Regions from separate parts of the Mus musculus genome. Here all the other regions are linked to region 4. The links are chromatin contacts, called in public ChIA-PET maps. All regions are on one chromosome and are shown on one strand. Each heading gives the region's core, a stretch centred on a gene start, on an enhancer-like site or on the middle of the called end of the contact. The rest is flanking DNA. Distances are from core to core; before and after follow the strand shown. Region 1 overlaps Dleu2 (deleted in lymphocytic leukemia, 2). Region 2 holds the start of Trim13 (tripartite motif-containing 13). Region 3 has its middle 30 kb from the start of Gm46480. Region 4 has its middle 36 kb from the start of Gm35307.

Region 1 (4,642 bases), core at 1,647-4,146, 350 kb before region 4:
GTAAAACAGATACTAATTTAATGGTATACAAAAACTTGAGGCTAAATTTTGTAAATGTACACTGAAGACAAGTTAATAGGCTTTTTAAAATTGTCTAAAATTAGACCTTTAATTGGAACTAGTATAAAGAACAAACAAATGAAAATCAATGCTACCAGGGAAACTGATACTTTTGTTCCACTCTCCTACAATAGTAAATGGAGTGCCGGGAGAACTATATCAGCACCATTCCTCAGTGCTGTTTTCCTGTGGTAATAAATAACTTTTGCAGCTTTCACAAAAGAATAGAAAATTGGAGTAATCAGTTTCTGTAGAAAAACACAGATAACTGCATATAAACATTTAAATAAGTAGGTATATATCTATTGGAATTCTTCCTTCTACCTAGTATTACATAAAACATGAAAATATTTTGAATGTTGTGAAATTTATTTAGGTGCTAGTGTATTCTAAATCAATACGAGAATTAGTTTAAATAAAGAATATCACTTTCAAAGAGTTGGTAAAGCAAACAAATGAAAGAAAAAAAAAAGAAAAAAATCTTCAATTATGGTCTTAATATAATACAAATCCCATAAATGGAAGTGTCAAAAAAATAATTCAAAGATTTTCTCCATTCCCATAATTCTCTTCCAGTCACATAATTTGAATAAAAATTAAAATACAAAAACAAACCAGTAAAAAGCAAGACAGGGTTTACATATGATTACATGCAGAATAGAAATGAGTCGTATAATTTAATAAATAGAATTTTATAGATAATTTTATGAAAAGATCCAAGATAAACAGATTCTGAAAAAAAGAAAGATTATGGGTTCAGTAAACATAATTATCATGAAAGTAATACAAAGTAGAATGTATTTATTATAAATTAATTTACAGTCCTATACATTTATAAAAATGTTTTCATTTGAATATTTCTAAATGCATGTTTGTCTTAAATTGAAATAATGCCTCAAAATTTCAATTATTTGTAAGATATAAAAATTTAAAAGTTCCTTTCAAAATCATCTACTCTGAAAACCACACCCTATTATCAAGATGGAATTAAAAGGAATGACAAGCAGGGTAATAAATATTGACGCCTGTCTCAAGTAACACTAAACAAAAACTTTGAAACCAGTCAAAGAAACCAACACATATGCACTGCTCGATACAACACATTCTCTCATAATGAATTTGTAAAAGGAATGCATTAATATATATGCTCACCTGTGCATATTTACTTGTTATATTCTCAACTAAGAAACATAAATGACTCGTAAACTAAACTTTTAAATCCACTGCAATGGCCCAGTTAGAAAACATTTAAAAACAGATTTGCAAAGTTCTAAGAGTACATTCAATTTTTACAAAAAAAAAAATGTAGAACAGATTAAGTTTAAAGTTCACTTTCATCAAAATGAAAGAAACAATTTTCCCTTAATATGTATCCAATAAATACATGAAGACTGAGACGGAAAAATTTTATCAAAGGAAAAACCAAACACCTTAGATCCTTCGGAGAAGTTTTCAACTAATGAAGAACAGAAATGTCTTATAACTCCAACAGCAGAAATACAGTTTTCTGAAAACAGCCTCTTTAGTTTTACATTTAAATATATATATTTCAGAACCATCTGAAAGGCTTTTACGGAAGAAACAACTCTATTATGTACTAACTTAAAAAAAAAACTCCGATTTTACATTTTGTATTTATTTGAATAGTTCTCTGTCTAAACACAGTTTTTCGTAGGTCAAGAATTATCAGCTCTGGGATCAACATTCAAACCCCCCAGTCCCGCTTCCTTCCAGCCAATCAGTGGGTAAGAAGCCCGGCGTTTGGGAGCTCCGTTAGACTCAATTTGAAAAACATCACATTGCGCTCCTACTCTTCTGGAAGGGATCTAAATGAGGGCGGGTCCCCCAGTTTTCACAGACACACACCAAATCCAGGGTTCTGATAAAATTCCAGAGGGAGAAAGCTCTGTAGGGGGCCTGCTCTGACTAGCAAGTCACCGAGGGTCTCCTGAAGCCTGAGTCCTCGGCGAATAACCGAGAAGCTGCAGCAAAAGCATCCGCAGAGGATCACTAAGGCAGGTCCGTGCGACCCTCCCGCAGAACGTCCCATGAGCTAAGGGTTAATCTAGGGGTGCTGAGGGAGGAAAGCGACACAAGAGTTTAACGTGGACTCTTCACAAAGACTAGTACCTAGCGAGCATTACCTAAAGTCAAAGCTGTCACTGGCTCATTCAAGAGCTGTCGACTCTGGGTTGACAAAAAGCCAACAGCCAACGAAGAAAAAAAAGAAAGAAAGAAAGAAAGAAAGAAACCCCCCCCCCAAAGGAAAGACAACTCCGCTTTCTTCCGCCTCAGCGTCAGGAGTACCCAAGGAAAGTTGAGGACTGCAAAATGACCGTTAAATCGTAGGTGCAAAGGCTTGTCGGCAGGAGACACCAAGTTTCACGCTACTTTTCCTTGAGACGCTGCGATTCAAGGACCGGAGAAGGAAAAAGTCTTCTAAGAGCCCGACGCCAGGAAATCGCAAGCTCGCAGCCCCGTCCTTCCCTTCACCCCGACACCCCTCCCCCTCGAGCGAGAGAGGGGACCGCCGGGAGAGCAACGACAAAATGACCCAGCTGGATGCGGCCATCCATCCATCCGCCGCGCCCGGGGTCGGGATCCGGCCCGGGACCGGCCCGGCCGGCGTCGTTTCTTCCCCGCACTCCGCAGCGCACCTCGGGGGCCGCGGGCAGCCGTCTCTCCCGCGACCCAAGTTTCCCGGCAGGAGACGGCCTGCGCCCGGACCGCCGTGCACACCGGGGAGGGCGGGCGGGCGCCTGTCGCGGGCGACCCTGCCGCGCCGGCCTAGCTCCCCGGCCGCTCGCGCTGACAGGTCGGGCGGCGGCCGCTCGGCCGTGTCCCGCTCAAACCGCGCCTCCCCTCCCCCAGCTCCGCGCTCCCGCCACCCGAGCGCGGCCGGACGCCGCCCATCCGAGGACACCCAACTTACAGCAACCGGATCCCCTGGGGGAGCTTCTGCCGCGAAAGTGAGGGCAGACCCCGAGTCCGGTCCCTGCTCCCCTCACGGTCCTCCGGTCCCATCGCTGCCACCTCTCGAGACCCGCTTCGCTACTTGAGGCTCTTACCGACTGCGCCGCATCTGGCGAAGCCCCACCGACTGCCCTCTGCTCTAAGTTAATTTTTTTGATGATTTTTGGGGGATTTTCCGGCGTGATCCTAGCGTCGCGCTAGGCTCGGACAGGTTATCCCTTCCCTCCCGCTAGATTGATGAGATCAGGCATCACTCGAAAATGGCGCCGAAAGCGCTGAGACTCCTCATTCAAATTCGTTAGAGCCAACCCCGCCGCCCCGGGGCATGCCGGGAACGCGGGCCGGCTCCACAGCTGTCCCTGCCTCCCCCCACCCACCCCCGCGCGACCCTGCTGCGCATGCGGAAACTTCTACCTCCCTCTCCCCCGGCACATGCGCAGGATCGTCGTGGCGCAAGGCTCTCTACTTCCTCGGTTCCAGTCCCCGCTGTGTCTTGCGCTCCTGTGTGTGCCTGCGTGGCCCCTGTGCGGCAGTGGAGGTGGTCAGCTTTCGGACACTACTCCGGTGACACACTAGTGATGAAACAAATCAGGGACTATCTTAAGAGTTTCGTAAAAACAAGACAAAAACCGCTTTTAACTAAACTCCAAGCCACCGAGTGCGCCTTCGAGCCCTGGGTGGCCGCTCAGGAACTTAAAACCGCGTATCGCTGTCGTGCTCTCGCCCTCCGCCAGCGCCTCCCAGATCTGTCACACCTAAGCCTAGAACCATCTCACGAGGTAGGAATTTTACGGTTCAATCACACGACCAGCGGGCGGCTGTCACACCCCGACGTTTCCCTCCACCCCAGACCTCGAGGTGTGCGACCAGCCCACCATGCACAAGCCTTTGGATTCTGAACTGGAGACGGAGCTTTCGGTTCTGGATTGGAGCCGAAGATGTACAATCTTTTGGACGTCACTAGGGTACTTTTCCAAAAGAAAAAAAAAATAGTGCTAGAGTAAATTATGGACTCACCAGATAGGTTTCCCGTTGTATGAAGCCCCGAAAAAGTTGTAAGAGCCACTGGGTACTGATAATGTGGTACGCATTGTTATCAAACGCTTTGTGGATCAGGTGTCTCACTGCCCACAACACCTCTATGAAGTAGGTATTATTTTTGTTTTATGGCTATTGAAACCTGATGTTCCGATTATAAATTCTGCCGTCTTGCAGCTGGTGAGAGCAAGCTAGGTAAACCGCCTTTAAAAATGACTCTATAACAGGACAAAAAAAATGAAGTTAATATTTTAATTTTTCTTACAAAAGCATCTTTTGATCCTTTGCTTGCAAGACATTGTCCCTTCCACTAGGCTAATTAAGATGAAGTTTTTAAAAAGAAAAACTGCCATTGCTCCTAGATGACTATAGGGCTGTGTTTGGTTATGTTTCACTTGATTCTCATGGATTTTTAAAAAATGACTGTGAGTGTTTTGTTTACATGTGTGTATGTGCATCTTATATGTGCCTTCAAACATCAAGAGAGGAGGGATTTCCTGGAACTATGCTAAAACTAAGCCTGGGTCCTTGGCAAAATCAACAAGTGCTCTCAACTGCTGAGCTATCTCTC
Region 2 (4,120 bases), core at 306-2,805, 400 kb before region 4:
CCTAACAAGAAGCAGCTTGGCTGTGCCTCAGAAAACCTTAGGTAAGAATGCTGAGGCAAATTGCTTGGGAGAAGTCTTGTGGTCTTTTCTCTGACCTGAGGCTATGTCGGTTGGGTGGCCCTGAGCCACTGTAAAGGTGAAGTGGTTTGGCTCCTACTGACTTGTCTTGGAGCCCTCCCCCCTCCCCCCATCTTGGTGGTGAAGTGGTTCAGCCTGCCAAGGGTGTGGGGGAGGAGCTAGAGGCTTCTTTTTATAGCCATTGGATGGAGGCCCCCACTCCTTTGTTTTTTGGCCTTTATGGAAGGAGCTTCAGTTAAGAGATAGAGATCATCCTTTGCGTTTGGGCTAACAGTGGAGTACAGGCAGGACTCGGGCAAAACGGAAATCTAGGTAAGAGCGCTAAGGGGCCCTGCTGGGTTTGGAGGAACTCAAGAGAAAGGTGGATTAGCTCCGTAGAATGACACAAGTTTCTAAAGAGCTGGAAGTTTAGTTGTAGGATCAGGCTTATAAATAATATATATTTTGTATATAGTTTAGAAAATGAAGCTACCTCCCCGATCTAGCAGGTTTTTACCCCAGTTTACGCTTCACGTGTCAAGTGGTATACATAAACGGTTACACGTGCCGTTGGAATTTGAGGAAACCCTCCACAGCTTCGTCTTGGTTTTCCACCTTGTAGAAAACCTGTTCATTTAGAGGATAAGGCTCTTGGTTCCACTGTAACGTTCTCGTGAGGACTAAGTTAGAAATGACAGGGATTGGTCTTAGGAATGGTGTAGCCGGGACCACAGGCAATGGGCGGAAGGGGGCAAGAGGGGCTTTTCCATGACTTGGAACCGCGCTTTCCCCAAATTTGCTCTCCTAAAGGCCCAGGCCTTCCCAAGCGGGAGTAGACGTGCTCCTCCAGCACACATCACCCTGCATTTACCGGCTTTCAAGTTTGGATAGGAACCATCTTTTTCATCCTCTGTAACCACGGTCTCCGCATAGGAGGTGGAAATCAGGGCGAGATATTTTATTTTATTTTATCTTATTTTATTTTGGTTTTTCTTTATTTTTTATTTTATTTTTATTGATTGATTGATTGATTGAGATATTTTAAAACCAGTTAAAAGTTCCTGCCTCTGAGGGGAACCGTAGTAGTGCCTTTCTTTTCTTTTCTTTTCTTTTCTTTTCTTTTCTTTTTTTTTTTTCGAGACAGGGTTTCTCTGTATAGCCCTGGCTGTCCTGGAACTCACTTTGTAGACCAGGCTGGCCTCGAACTCAGAAATCCGCCTGCCTCTGACTCCCGAGTGCTGGGAAGTAGTGCCTTTCTATAAAGTTGGGTCAATGGTTTTCTACCCAGAGATCGCCGAGCCCGCTGGGTCCTGAAAAGTAGGCAAAGTGGTGTGAAGGGTTGGGCTGTGTTTTTGTTTTTGTTGTTCTTGAAAAATGCAAGTAACAACAACAACAAAAATACAGCAATCCAAACTCGGCGCGTGGGCGTCACCAGAGCACTTATCCAGAGGCTGGGCGACCTAGGTGGTGCGCAGGCGCGGGACAGCGGGAAGCAGAGGGCGTGGTCGCCGTGTCCATTTTGCACCGGCGCAGCCCGGCCCCAGTTGGCTGGTGGAGGTGAGCAGTGTGCTCCGAGTAGGGACCGGGGGCCGGGAGTCGCTGGCCCCGCTGCCGCGGCCGGGGGACACCTGCGTGGGCGGTGACGGGCGGCACGGCCTGGCGGCAGCGGTGCTACTGTCGCGGTCGGGAAGGTCAGCGCGCCGCTGGGGAGGCCCCCTGGCTAGGAGGGGGCCAAGAATGCAGATCTGTGCCTGTGACACTCTTTCTCCTTTCTCTACAGTGTTCTCCAGTTTTACCGTCAAAACGTGAGGGAAAACGAACTGGCTCTCTCCACAGAAAATATAGTAAGCTTGCCAAAAGCATATACTTGCCTGGAACAAAGGTAAACCGTATTATTTTTCTTTATGTTCTGGTATTTATGAAGGGGAAAAATACCCGATTTTATTAGTCCTAGGACCATTCCAGATGGAAATAAAAAGAATAAGTATATCTTCACCACCTCCTTTAATAATAGGGCCTTTGTTCTTTTCATATTTCAAAACTCATGGATTCAAAAATCCATGCTTGCCATTCATTTTTTTGGTAATTACTATATATAATTTAAAAAAAGTATGCTCTAAAGGAAACAAATCCAGCAACATTTCTTCTGTGTGGTTTGTCTTAGTTGTCCAGCTACTGGGGCTGTAGAGCAGGGCTTTAGATTCCTGCAGCTTTCTAGACATTTGTATGAGGAGTGCTTTTAAAACAGAATGTCAATATATAGGCATTCTTTGTGCTAGGACTCAATGGGGCTATTAATCAATTATGCCCCCCCCCCCTTTTTTTTTGCTTTAAATTACACCTTGGAGTATGCTATCACAGTCTACCCGGGAACTACACCTCTGCCCTATTTAATGCTAAGCATCAGTTTCACACAGCCTAATATCACCTGAAAACAATCTGAACTGAGTAATTGTTTTTCAGATTGGTCTGTGGATATGTCTTCATTTACACTGGGCACACTGTGGGCAGCTCTATCTTTAGGCTGATGAACCAGCTAAGCAGGAGCCCATTATGGACAGGCAGCCATCCACATTCTTGATGGTGTCTGCTGGTTGGGAGTGGGTTCCATGGTGGAAGGCATTGTTGTGGGGAATAGAGAGCAGTTTGTTTTGCCTTGAGTTCCTGCTCTGACTTACCTCAGTGATGGACTGATTGTAACCTGCAAGTGTCAGTTGATTTTGGTCAGTGTTTTGCACTGAAAGTAACAGGTCCAGGCCCAGAAGACCCATGTCTTCAGCCTTCCTTCCCAACTGTTCTTTCCATCCATGTATTTTCTGGTAGGTCTGGAAGTTGCTCACTCTGGGCAAGCGCTTTCAGTGAGCTGCAACCTCAGCCCTGCTCTGTGAAAGGGTCTCTGACCCACCGCAGTTCATGCTTCTGTGTTTCTGGTACCCTAGTTGTATTTATTTTCAAGTAATATGAAGATAGTATTGTAAAGATCCTCATTTTGTAAAAGATAAAACATATTTGTGAAAACTATAAGAGATTTTTAGAAATCTATGGAGTAAACTTTGTTTTGGGAATCTATCCCAGTGCCTTTAGCATGCTAAGTATACCTCTGCCATTAGCATATTCTCGGCTCCTAACATAGGAAAATCATCTTTTTTCCCCCTTTTTGTGACAGTTTCCTAGTTAGACCAGGCTGGCCTTGAACTAACGTATCTGCCTTCCTCTGCATTCAGAGTGCTGGGTTTGGCTTAAGGTGTCTGCCACTACGCCTGGGTTAGAATACTAAATTTTTGACTTACTTTCTGGAGAGTTTTGAATCCTAGAACTTTGCAAATTCAAGGTCTGTGCTTTGGTGGTAGAAGGGCAAGGAGAGTCAGGCCCCATGTTTTTCCTCCGGAAGTTGGGGGCTTGGTTAGCTACTTTGGGTTTAAGCCCAGAACTTACGTTTTATTCCTACCCCTTTGTTCTCAAGATAAGTGACGCATGCTTCTAGTAACTGATTTAAGTTGGTTTACGTTTTAAGTCCAGGCGGAAACAGTAAGAATGAGACCTGTTCAGTGTTTGCTAAGGTGAGGAAATACGTGGAGAGACGGAGTGTTTTAGAAACCAGGATATGTTTGTACAAACTTGTGTGTGTGTGGGTCGAGACTGGTATACACACCCCAACACTCCCACACGCCATTTTTACTTTTTTTTTTTTTTTTAAGGCAGGGTGGCTATGTAGACCAAGTTCAGGTTATCAGTCTTCCTCCCAAGTGCTGGGATTAAAGCCATGTGCCACCATGTGCAGCTATACACACTCTGTTTAGAAGAACACTTGACAATCTTTTTCAAGTTGGGTGTCAGTGGTACACGCTTTTCATCCCAGCACTTGGGATCCAGAGGCAGGTTGATCTTTGAGTTCGAGGCCAGCCTGGGCCACAAAGTGAGTTCCAGCACAGCCAGGGCTACACAGAAAAACCCTGTCTCAAGAAAACAAACAAGAAAGCATAGCTGAGTCAGCAAGCGATCCCACTGCAAACAAGGAAAGGTGGAGAAGACTGAGGAAAGACACGAGTTCTGGCCTCGGCCT
Region 3 (4,090 bases), core at 184-2,683, 260 kb before region 4:
GCAGAACATCCTGCGTATGGGACTCCTTCTTGTGGGGTTGGCTTATGAAAGGTGTAGCTCCTACAATCTCTAGTCCAATAGACCAGGAGGCAAAACCTGCTACAATGGTCTTTATTCTGTGATAAACTTTCTCTTTGCTCAGTGGCTAGTCCAAAAGAAAGGTGTCAGATGACTTGAGGTCTGAGATAGCTAGCCTTGTCTAGAAGTTTTATCCACAGCAATATAAACAAAACAAGACATACCTAATACACAATAACAAAACCCTAAAACAAAAGACTGGCTTTCCTTAGATTCTGTGGCCATTCCTGCTGCTGCTGTCCCCTGTGACTTGGAAGCAGATTTCCTATTCCATTGTTCTTCTATTCTCCCTCTTCTTGGTGGCTACCTGTTGCAGTGCGGCTTAACTGCTCTACACCGTGCCCGAGACTCTTTCCCTGAGCCTAACCATCCGGCTTCTCACCATTCAGCTCATTCTCCTTTCTAGCTTACACCAGCCATTTGGGCTGATGAAATCTTTAGCTTTTCCCAGCCAGACTCTGTGCAGCTAGCTAAAATGACCTTGAACCTATCATCCTGCTTCTACTTCCTGAAAGTGGGGATTGCAGGCCCGAGCTAACTTGGCTTGGCTTCTGTGGTGTTGGGGATGGAAGGCAAGGCTTTGTGCGTGCCAGGGAAGCTCTTTACTACCTGAGATCCATCCAATCCTGCTTCTCTGATCCAATTTTAAAACCTGTCACTTCACCACTGCTAACTCTGGAGGCAGCACATTCCTTTTATGGTGATTTAGAAAACTAGATGTAATTGCTTCATAATGATTTTCTTCCTAGACTTCCTGTTCAGCTCAAAATTTTGTTATCCTCAGGTGTTCACAGCAAGTTGCTAAGGAAAACGCAAAATCTGCCACTAACACAAATAGCCTCTCACAGGAATTTTGGAGTTGATTTTGTTTTAGATAATCTGTCATTAATTGTGTCTCCCCCTCACCACTCCCTCCCACTCTCCCCCCCCCCCATTTCAAGGGTAAACAAGAATTCACTGAGAAATCAGGTGATTAAACTCCAGGTGGGCACTCCTCACAGCTGGGGTGAGTAGCTATTATAATAAGTCACAGAGCTTCAAATGAAAAGCCCTTAAAAACTCTTTAAATAATAAAGCATTTAAGAGTTTGTTGGAATTAAGAAAAAAAAATACATGAAAATACTTCATCAGAAGGAATGAAAAGTTGTTGCCCTCACTGCCTTTCAACATACAGTCAACGATGAGCCCACCACGCTCCAACAGAGAGTACGCTCCAACAGAGAGTACCAAACTCTCGGTCACACAGACAACCGTGCTTTAAAAATCCCTGAACGAAACAAAGGGGCCTGGACATAGGAAAGTGACTTGTTGCAGAGCTGCAGAGCCGGGTGGGGACTGTACAGGAAGGAAGGCGGTAAGGGGGAGGGAGGGTTGAGAGTCATCAAAATGTGTTGTATGTGGGTATGGAACTGTTGAAAAGCAAATTTAGCCAATAAAAAACAAGAGTACACACAAAAATAAAAAGTATTTTCATCATCATGAGAAAAAGTGCAAAGAATTAATTATCCTTGTAAAATTGGAAAATGTTTCATTCGCTAACAATAAAAAATGGCTTTTGCTGGCATTGTTTTTGTTTTAGGAGTAAAAAAAATAATGTAATCCTTATAGAGTCTTACAGGCAAGTAAACTTGTGAGACTTAATTGGACACGAAGTAAATGTGAAAGCTAAATGTGGTTTGGACAGTGCTACACACGCACAACTCTCCTGGTGTAATTTGCATGAAAAGGAAATCAAAGAGCGAGAACTCTCAGGCTGATCGGCTGTGAAGGACTTAATTCAAAACAGTTTTCTGCTTGAAAAAAAGTGATTTATTTTAAATGTACTTTTGAAAAACAAAAGCCTTACTGGTAACCACCATTTTAGGTGTATTATCTCAATGTGGGATTTCAGTAAAAGGTCAAATCTTATAGAAGTATTTTTGGTCTGACTCAGTCCTGATCACAGATAAATTTTATCAAGAAAATGAAACGAGTTGAGCATTTTAAAACCCGGAGAGAGAGCTTGTTTAAAGAGGCAGCACTTCCCCCTCCCTGCCCCCGCCACAATAAAGACTCTAAGGAGAGAACTTTGGTTGAGAAAAATCTAAAATGAACACATTTAGATGCTCCTGTGCAAGTTTTCTGCACACAGGTTAGAATGGTAGTCGGGCTGCTTTGGAGCAAACAAGGCACAGTTGCTGTTTTGTTTTGTTTCAGTTCAATAGGCAAATTGAACTTCCTGCTTTATAACTGCCCTTGATTAAAGTGCTCTATTTTATCCCAGAAGTGCAAGTGGGGAGCTTTAACTTCAGTTTAAACCTTGTTTAACAGTCCCCAGCCCACTTCCCGAGGAACTCCCTGTGGACCATTCTCATTTTTTTTTTTCCAGGATCTAGTATGACTTCTGTATTTGTCATTGGCTAGGGAGCATTCCCAAGCCTGGCCTTGCTGGCAGCTCCCTGGGCTGATGTCCTGACTCACTGTGGGAGAAGACTCTGTCATCCTTGCCAAAAAGGAAGCCCTGACCTGACCAGCCCCTTACTCATTAACCTCAGCTAGTCCAGAGGTTGGAATGAGGGAGCGAAGGAAGCTACCGTAGATCTGTGGATTAAACTGTGCACCAAGGAAAGAGCAAGCAAGCCTCAAGTCCTTGAAAAGGCCCGCTTGCAGGGAGTTGGCGGTGGGGTCGGGGTGGGGTAGTGCAAAGCAGCCTAACTCAGAAGCTCACCAGCCTACAGTAGGGTCAAGCCTTGGTTCACACAGGAACTTCAAGTTCAGGCTATGGTGGCTTGGTGTTGCTGCTTGTTATTGCCCCACTGATTGGGAGCTGCTGTGGCAGATACGGCCTCACTTCCAGATAGAGGCTAGACTTCATATGGCTAGGCTAGGAAAGGACTCAGATTTAACAATCAAAATATTGAATGCACGCCACATTCTCCCCAATCTACTGTTGAAAAATCGCAAGCCAAACCACTGTTTAATGTGTCCAGCAGTGAGAGCCTGTGTGGGTCAAGCTTCCTGGTCTCCAACTCATTTCCTATTCCTATAGAAGCTGTACAGTCCGCTGGAGGTGCAGAGGTAGTACAACCTCCAGGCTTGAGACCTGTTTGTACGCTCAGCAAGAATCTGCCTGAGAGAAGAGAGTTGACTCCAGGCAATTTTCATTTTTCTACCTTCCCTCTGACAAAACCCCATCTTGACTCCTGCGCCTTTAACAGCTCTTTGCTGTGTAAACTCTGGTGAGCACTACTGACCTGAACAGGGCTAGATTCTGCTGCTAGCTTGTGTCTGCTTTTCCTTACAGAGAACACTCAGATTTGGTTCATATATTGGCAGCAACATGTCCAGCCTGGACAGTGACAGTATTCTAGGCCAACTGGGATCTGTCACCGAAGATAAGGATAGTGAGTTTGAAGCTAGGTATGGGTGGTGCTTTGAATATGCTTGGCCCGGGGAGTGGCACTATTTGGAGGTGTGGCCTTGTTGGAGTGGGTGTGGCCTTGTTGGGAGAATTGTGTCACTGTGAGTGTGGACTTTTATTTTTTCTTTTTTTGGTTTTTTGAGACAGGGTTTCTCTGTGTAGCCCTGGCTGTCCTGACAGGGTTTCTCTGTGTAGCCCTGGCTGTCCTGGAACTCACTCTGTAGAACAGGCTGGCCTTGAAATCAGAAATCCGCCTACCTCTGCCTCTCAAGTGCTGGGATTAAAGGCGTGTGCCACCACTGCCCGGTGAGTGTGGACTTTAAGACCCTTGTCTTAGCTGCCTGGAAGCCTGTTTGACTGTGGAACAAGATGTAGCACTCTCAGCTCCTCTAGCCCCACATTTGCTTGGATGCTGCCATGCTCCAGCCTTGATGATAATGGACTGAACTTCTGAAACTGTAGGCCAGCCCCAATTAAATGTTGTCCTTTTAAGAGTTGCCTTGGTCATGGTATCTGTTCACAACAGTACATCCCTAACTAAGACAGCATGACTGAGAAACCCAGTTCTGATCAGTGAGACCTGAGCAGAAGTCTGCTGGGAAGAAGGGGGTG
Region 4 (4,311 bases), core at 345-2,844:
AATAATAATAGGATACTTGATACTATTACATAATTACTATGACTATTTTGGGAGTAGAATAATGATACTATGTTTTGTTTTTAAAGTATTTTATATTTTATCTAAAAATCCACAAAAATACTTATTAGTAAATATGTTTTCTTGGCTATACTTCAAATAATTCAAGAGGAAGTGATTTTGCTATGAGATTGTCAGTGAGCTCCCTTATCAAGTGCTGATTAAGTGAGATTTTTTTTCTCTCTTCATCATTTTAACTTGAAATAGATGTGAAGTTTTGTGGTAAACAGAAAAATTAGAGGATGCTTTCTTCCTGAAACTATTGGTCAGTCTATGTACAGAATACAGTGGCTGAGGTGGGAGGGTGAAATATCCACTTCGAATGTTATTTATTTTGCGTATTTTCAGTTAGAGAAAATACAGATCTACACGTGCACAAAAGAGCTCTGAAAAGCTATTATTTTGTAAAAACTAAATTATCTATCTATCTATCTCTACATCTATATATCTATATATCTCTATATATCTCTATAAATCTATAAATCTATATATCCTATATATACCTATATATCTATATATATATCCATATCCATATCTACATCATCTATATCATCTACATCATCTACATCATCTACATCATCTACATCATCTACATCATCTACATCATCTACATCATCTACATCATCTACATCATCTACATCATCTACATCATCTACATCATCTACATCATCTACATCATCTATATCTATATCTATATCTATATCTATATCTATATCTATATCTATATCTATATCTATATCTATATCTATCTATCTATCTATATCTTTTCTCTCTCTCTCTCTCTCTCTCTCTCTCTCTAAATTAGTATAGGAAACACACATCCAGGCATAGGCTTTTCTTTCTGATACCCACTCCACCTTTCTGCCCAGGAAAGCTCTTCTTTCAGGAAGAAGACCTCAGATAGAGATGACCACAGCAGGCTGCTAAGAAGAAGACCACAGCAAACTGCCACAGAGACCACATCATTTGCATAGCACAGCCCTTGCTCCTCTGGTTTTCCACCTCTGTTTTGTGAAGAGAGTGAAAAAACCTGTGGAGTATTCAGGACTTCCTGTTATCACACTCTCTTAAGTGAGGACATTAAATTCACTTGTTGCTATTTGTCTGTTAATTCAGGCTTTTTTTAAAAGGCTTAGACCTTGACCTGCAGAGACCAAGGAAAAGCTCTCTTACCCACCAAGCACAGGAAAGCTTCAAATTGCTCTTTGGAGCTGACAATGTCCTGAAACACTATGCCAAAATCTTTCTCTCATTGAACACATCGTGTGCATTCTTAAAGTAATTTAATTCAGACTTTACTTAGCTCATTCAAATAGTATTTTATGAGAAATGTTCAATGTCCAATTTACACTCATCCACAAACAAGAACAAGCCGCAACACTAACAACAACCTCCTATATGTTAAGCAGTCTTCCATTTGAAGTATGAAGCTGTTATTTTGCCAAATAGGTAAATGTTCTGCTTGGAAGAATAGTTTCACGTATTGGTTACACACAGGAAACCACATGCAAGCTGCAACAAGCTGTCCCTACAGCTGACAGTTCCTCAGCAGGGCAGAGCTTCTGTCCTTGAAGATGGCAGGAGCTGTGTTCAGTGCTGGGTGCTCAGGCCTTAGCTTTCCTTGGTTCTCTTCTCTCTACCTGGTGTCTTTGCAAAATATGACTTCACGGAATTCCTCAAGGAACCCTTGATGGAGGAGGCAAAGGCTATCAGGTCTTTTGTTTCAAGGCTTGGAAGTCCCAGTTTGTTGACCAAAGCAGCCATGGGGCCAAGTGGAGAGAAATCACATTCTTGCATGCAGAGAGTGGAAGGCTTGTGTGTGCCTACTGAAGAAATTAGCTTTCACTTAAGTATAACAACAAACTTCTTTACACAGGCTACCCCTTGTTAGCTTGAAAGATAGATAAACAGCTAGATTCTGTGTATATGTGTGCATGGCCATCCACAGGGCTGCATACCGCAACCTAATCTAGTGTTATCTTCTCTCTGCTACAGTTAACATGCAATGTGTCCCCAGACTCCATGTGCTAAGGGCTTAGCCCCAAGCTTGATCCCTGGATAATAGATGGGTAGGTCCTGGGAAGAGATTTTAAGCCATTGGAGGTATTCCTTTGAGGGAAATAGTGGGATTCTAATCTCTTTATCATTTTGAGATCTAGGCTCATGATGATTTTAATGAAAATGGCCCCCATGGACTCATATGTTTTAATGCTTGGTACCCAGTTGGTAGAACTGTTTGGGAAGGATTAGAATGTGTAGTCTTAGAGGAGGTGTGTCACTGGGGGTGGGCTTTGAGGTTTCTAAAGCCCATGCCATTCCATTCCTACTTAGCTCGCTCTCTCTCGCGCTCTCTCTCTCTCTCTGCATGTCTGACTACATGTCTGTCTACATGTCTCAGGGGCATGTCTCTCTGCCATGACAGTCAGGGACTCATCCTCTGAATCCATATGACCAATAAACTCTTCTCTTTGTTACCTTGGTCACAGTGTTTTTTTTACACCCTTTGCCCATTTGGAGAGATCTATCCATATACTTCTTTAGCAGATGTCTTTCCAATCACATTTTTCCCAGGTCCCTGGCCAGCTAAGCCAATACACTGCCAGCAGCCCATGAATCAGTGAACAGTCATGCATTTGGCCATTTCTCATTCCAAACAAAATGTATGACCACGGGCACTGCCTACTGTGGAGATTTCCCTTTGCCAATATCTTTTAGGGTTGTCCTGGAAAGATGGTGTAATGATGCAGCTGTCCACTTCTGCGTGGTATCTGAGTCTGAAAAACTGTCAGTAAACCAGACCCTGGTTTTTGCTTCCTCAGTCAACTGATCATAGGGCACATCCAATGAGGTTATAGGTATATGCATGGGAGCAGAAGGCTGTGCCTCAGGAGTAGAAACCATAGGCATTTTGGGAAAATTCTTTATGCAACTTTCTTCATGCAACTTTCTTGTTCCCTCAGGACCAAATATATACATATACATATACATATACATATACATATACATATACATATACATATACATATACATATACATATACATATACATCTTACATTTGATAATTGATTGCTGCTGTGCACGTCCAACTTCATAGATCAGTAGGTCAGATAACACCAGGTTCATGATGGGCAGCTTGGGTTGCATGGTAACTTGGTGGCACATTGTAAAATGTTCATTTCCCACTAAGGCCCAATAGCAGGCCAAACTATTCTCAAAGACAGAATAGTTATCTACAGATGATGGTAGTGCCTTTTCCCCCCAAATCCCAAAGGCTTCCTCTGTCATTCAACTCTAGGGGCTTGCCAAAGGCTTCAGACTGCATCTCTAACTGCCAGTGACACCTTAAGTACCACCAGGTCTTCAGAATCATATGGCCCAAGTGGTAGAGCAGCCTGCAGAGTGGTCAGGACCTGTTGAAGAGCCTTCTCTTGTTCCAGGCCCCACTCAAAGCTAGAAGCTTTCTGAACCACTTGGTACATGGGCTTGAGTAACACACCCAAGTGAGGAATATGCTGTCTCCAGAATCCAAAAAGGCCCACTAAGCAGTCTGCTTCTTTCTTGGTGGTGGGAGGGGCCAGGTGTAATCATTTATTCTTCATGTTTAAAGGAATATATCTTCATGCCCCACACTATTGGACTCCTAAAAATGTCACTGAGGCCCTAGAATTTTGGTTGGATTTACTTTTCATCCTCTGATGTACTATACATTACCAACGAAGTTGTTGCTGCCTCCTGCTCATTTGGTCCAGTCAGCCTAATGTTATCAGTATAGTGGACCAGTGTGACATTTTTTTGGAAGAGACAATCAAGATCCCTTCAAACTAAGTTATGGCATAGGGCTGGAGAGCTCATGTATCTTTGAGGTAAAACTGTACTTTGTCAGCTGAAAGCAAATTGCTTCTGGATGATCCCTATGGACAGGTACCCAGAAAAAGGCATTTGATAGATCAGTAGCTGCATACCATGTACCAGATGTGTTCATTTCCTCATGTGAGGACATCATATTTGGTATGGCAACTGCAATAGTAGTCACTACTTAATTAAATTGTCAATAGTCAACTGTCATTTTCCTTGATCCATCTGTCTTCTGCACTGGCCAGATAGGAGAACTAATAAGAGATGTGGTGGGAACCAGTACCTCTGCATCTTTCAGGTCCTTGATGGTGGTGCTACTTTCTGGGACTCCTCCAGGGATTCCAAATTGTTTTTGGTTCACTATTTTCCCTGGCAGAGGCAACTCCAAAGCCATCCATT

Evidence for each region. ChIA-PET counts read pairs in DNA pulled down with a chosen protein or histone mark.
Region 1: a contact with region 4 is called in an RNA polymerase II ChIA-PET map of memory CD8 T cells, with 148 read pairs. The contact joins two enhancer-like sites. A contact is called at or near these places in 4 of 39 promoter capture datasets (the C10 cell line, the HPC-7 cell line and neutrophils), 2 of 15 datasets of contacts at CTCF or cohesin (CD8 T cells and the NIH/3T3 cell line), 1 of 484 Hi-C or Micro-C datasets (bone marrow-derived macrophages), 18 of 115 datasets of contacts at active chromatin or transcription factors (CD8 T cells, the SCID.adh cell line, T-cell acute lymphoblastic leukemia and 11 more) and 1 of 9 other capture datasets (embryonic stem cells).
Region 2: an RNA polymerase II ChIA-PET map of effector CD8 T cells shows a contact between it and region 4, with 24 read pairs. The contact joins the promoter of Trim13 here to the enhancer-like site in region 4. A contact is called at or near these places in 5 of 39 promoter capture datasets (the 3T3-L1 cell line, the C10 cell line, embryonic stem cells and 2 more), 1 of 15 datasets of contacts at CTCF or cohesin (large pre-B cells), 1 of 484 Hi-C or Micro-C datasets (pancreatic cancer cells), 2 of 115 datasets of contacts at active chromatin or transcription factors (effector CD8 T cells and memory CD8 T cells) and 2 of 9 other capture datasets (liver and macrophages).
Region 3: an RNA polymerase II ChIA-PET map of memory CD8 T cells shows a contact between it and region 4, with 23 read pairs. The contact joins two enhancer-like sites. A contact is called at or near these places in 4 of 115 datasets of contacts at active chromatin or transcription factors (CD8 T cells, effector CD8 T cells, large pre-B cells and 1 more).

Annotation. Positions count from the first base shown.
Region 1 is chr14:61,645,490-61,650,131 of GRCm38.p6, forward strand. All of the region lies in intron 1 of Dleu2 (deleted in lymphocytic leukemia, 2), which reads right to left. Among named protein-coding and RNA genes, the nearest start is that of Mir15a, 16 kb to the left of the region's middle. Within about 2 kb of position 2,897, at least 436 of the 459 cell types and tissues checked have an H3K27ac peak or open chromatin away from gene starts, as enhancers often do. A contact at or near this core is called in the HPC-7 cell line, acute myeloid leukemia, effector CD8 T cells and 1 more, where this site is marked.
Region 2 is chr14:61,597,957-61,602,076 of GRCm38.p6, forward strand. Trim13 (tripartite motif-containing 13) reads left to right here and starts at 1,556. Exons shown (of 3, transcript NM_023233.3): 1 at 1,556-1,614; 2 at 1,838-1,939.
Region 3 is chr14:61,735,163-61,739,252 of GRCm38.p6, forward strand. No RefSeq gene overlaps it. Among named protein-coding and RNA genes, the nearest start is that of Gm46480, 30 kb to the left of the region's middle. Within about 2 kb of position 1,434, at least 136 of the 459 cell types and tissues checked have an H3K27ac peak or open chromatin away from gene starts, as enhancers often do. A contact at or near this core is called in effector CD8 T cells and memory CD8 T cells, where this site is marked.
Region 4 is chr14:61,996,882-62,001,192 of GRCm38.p6, forward strand. No RefSeq gene overlaps it. Among named protein-coding and RNA genes, the nearest start is that of Gm35307, 36 kb to the right of the region's middle. Within about 2 kb of position 1,595, at least 30 of the 459 cell types and tissues checked have an H3K27ac peak or open chromatin away from gene starts, as enhancers often do. A contact at or near this core is called in the HPC-7 cell line, acute myeloid leukemia, effector CD8 T cells and 1 more, where this site is marked.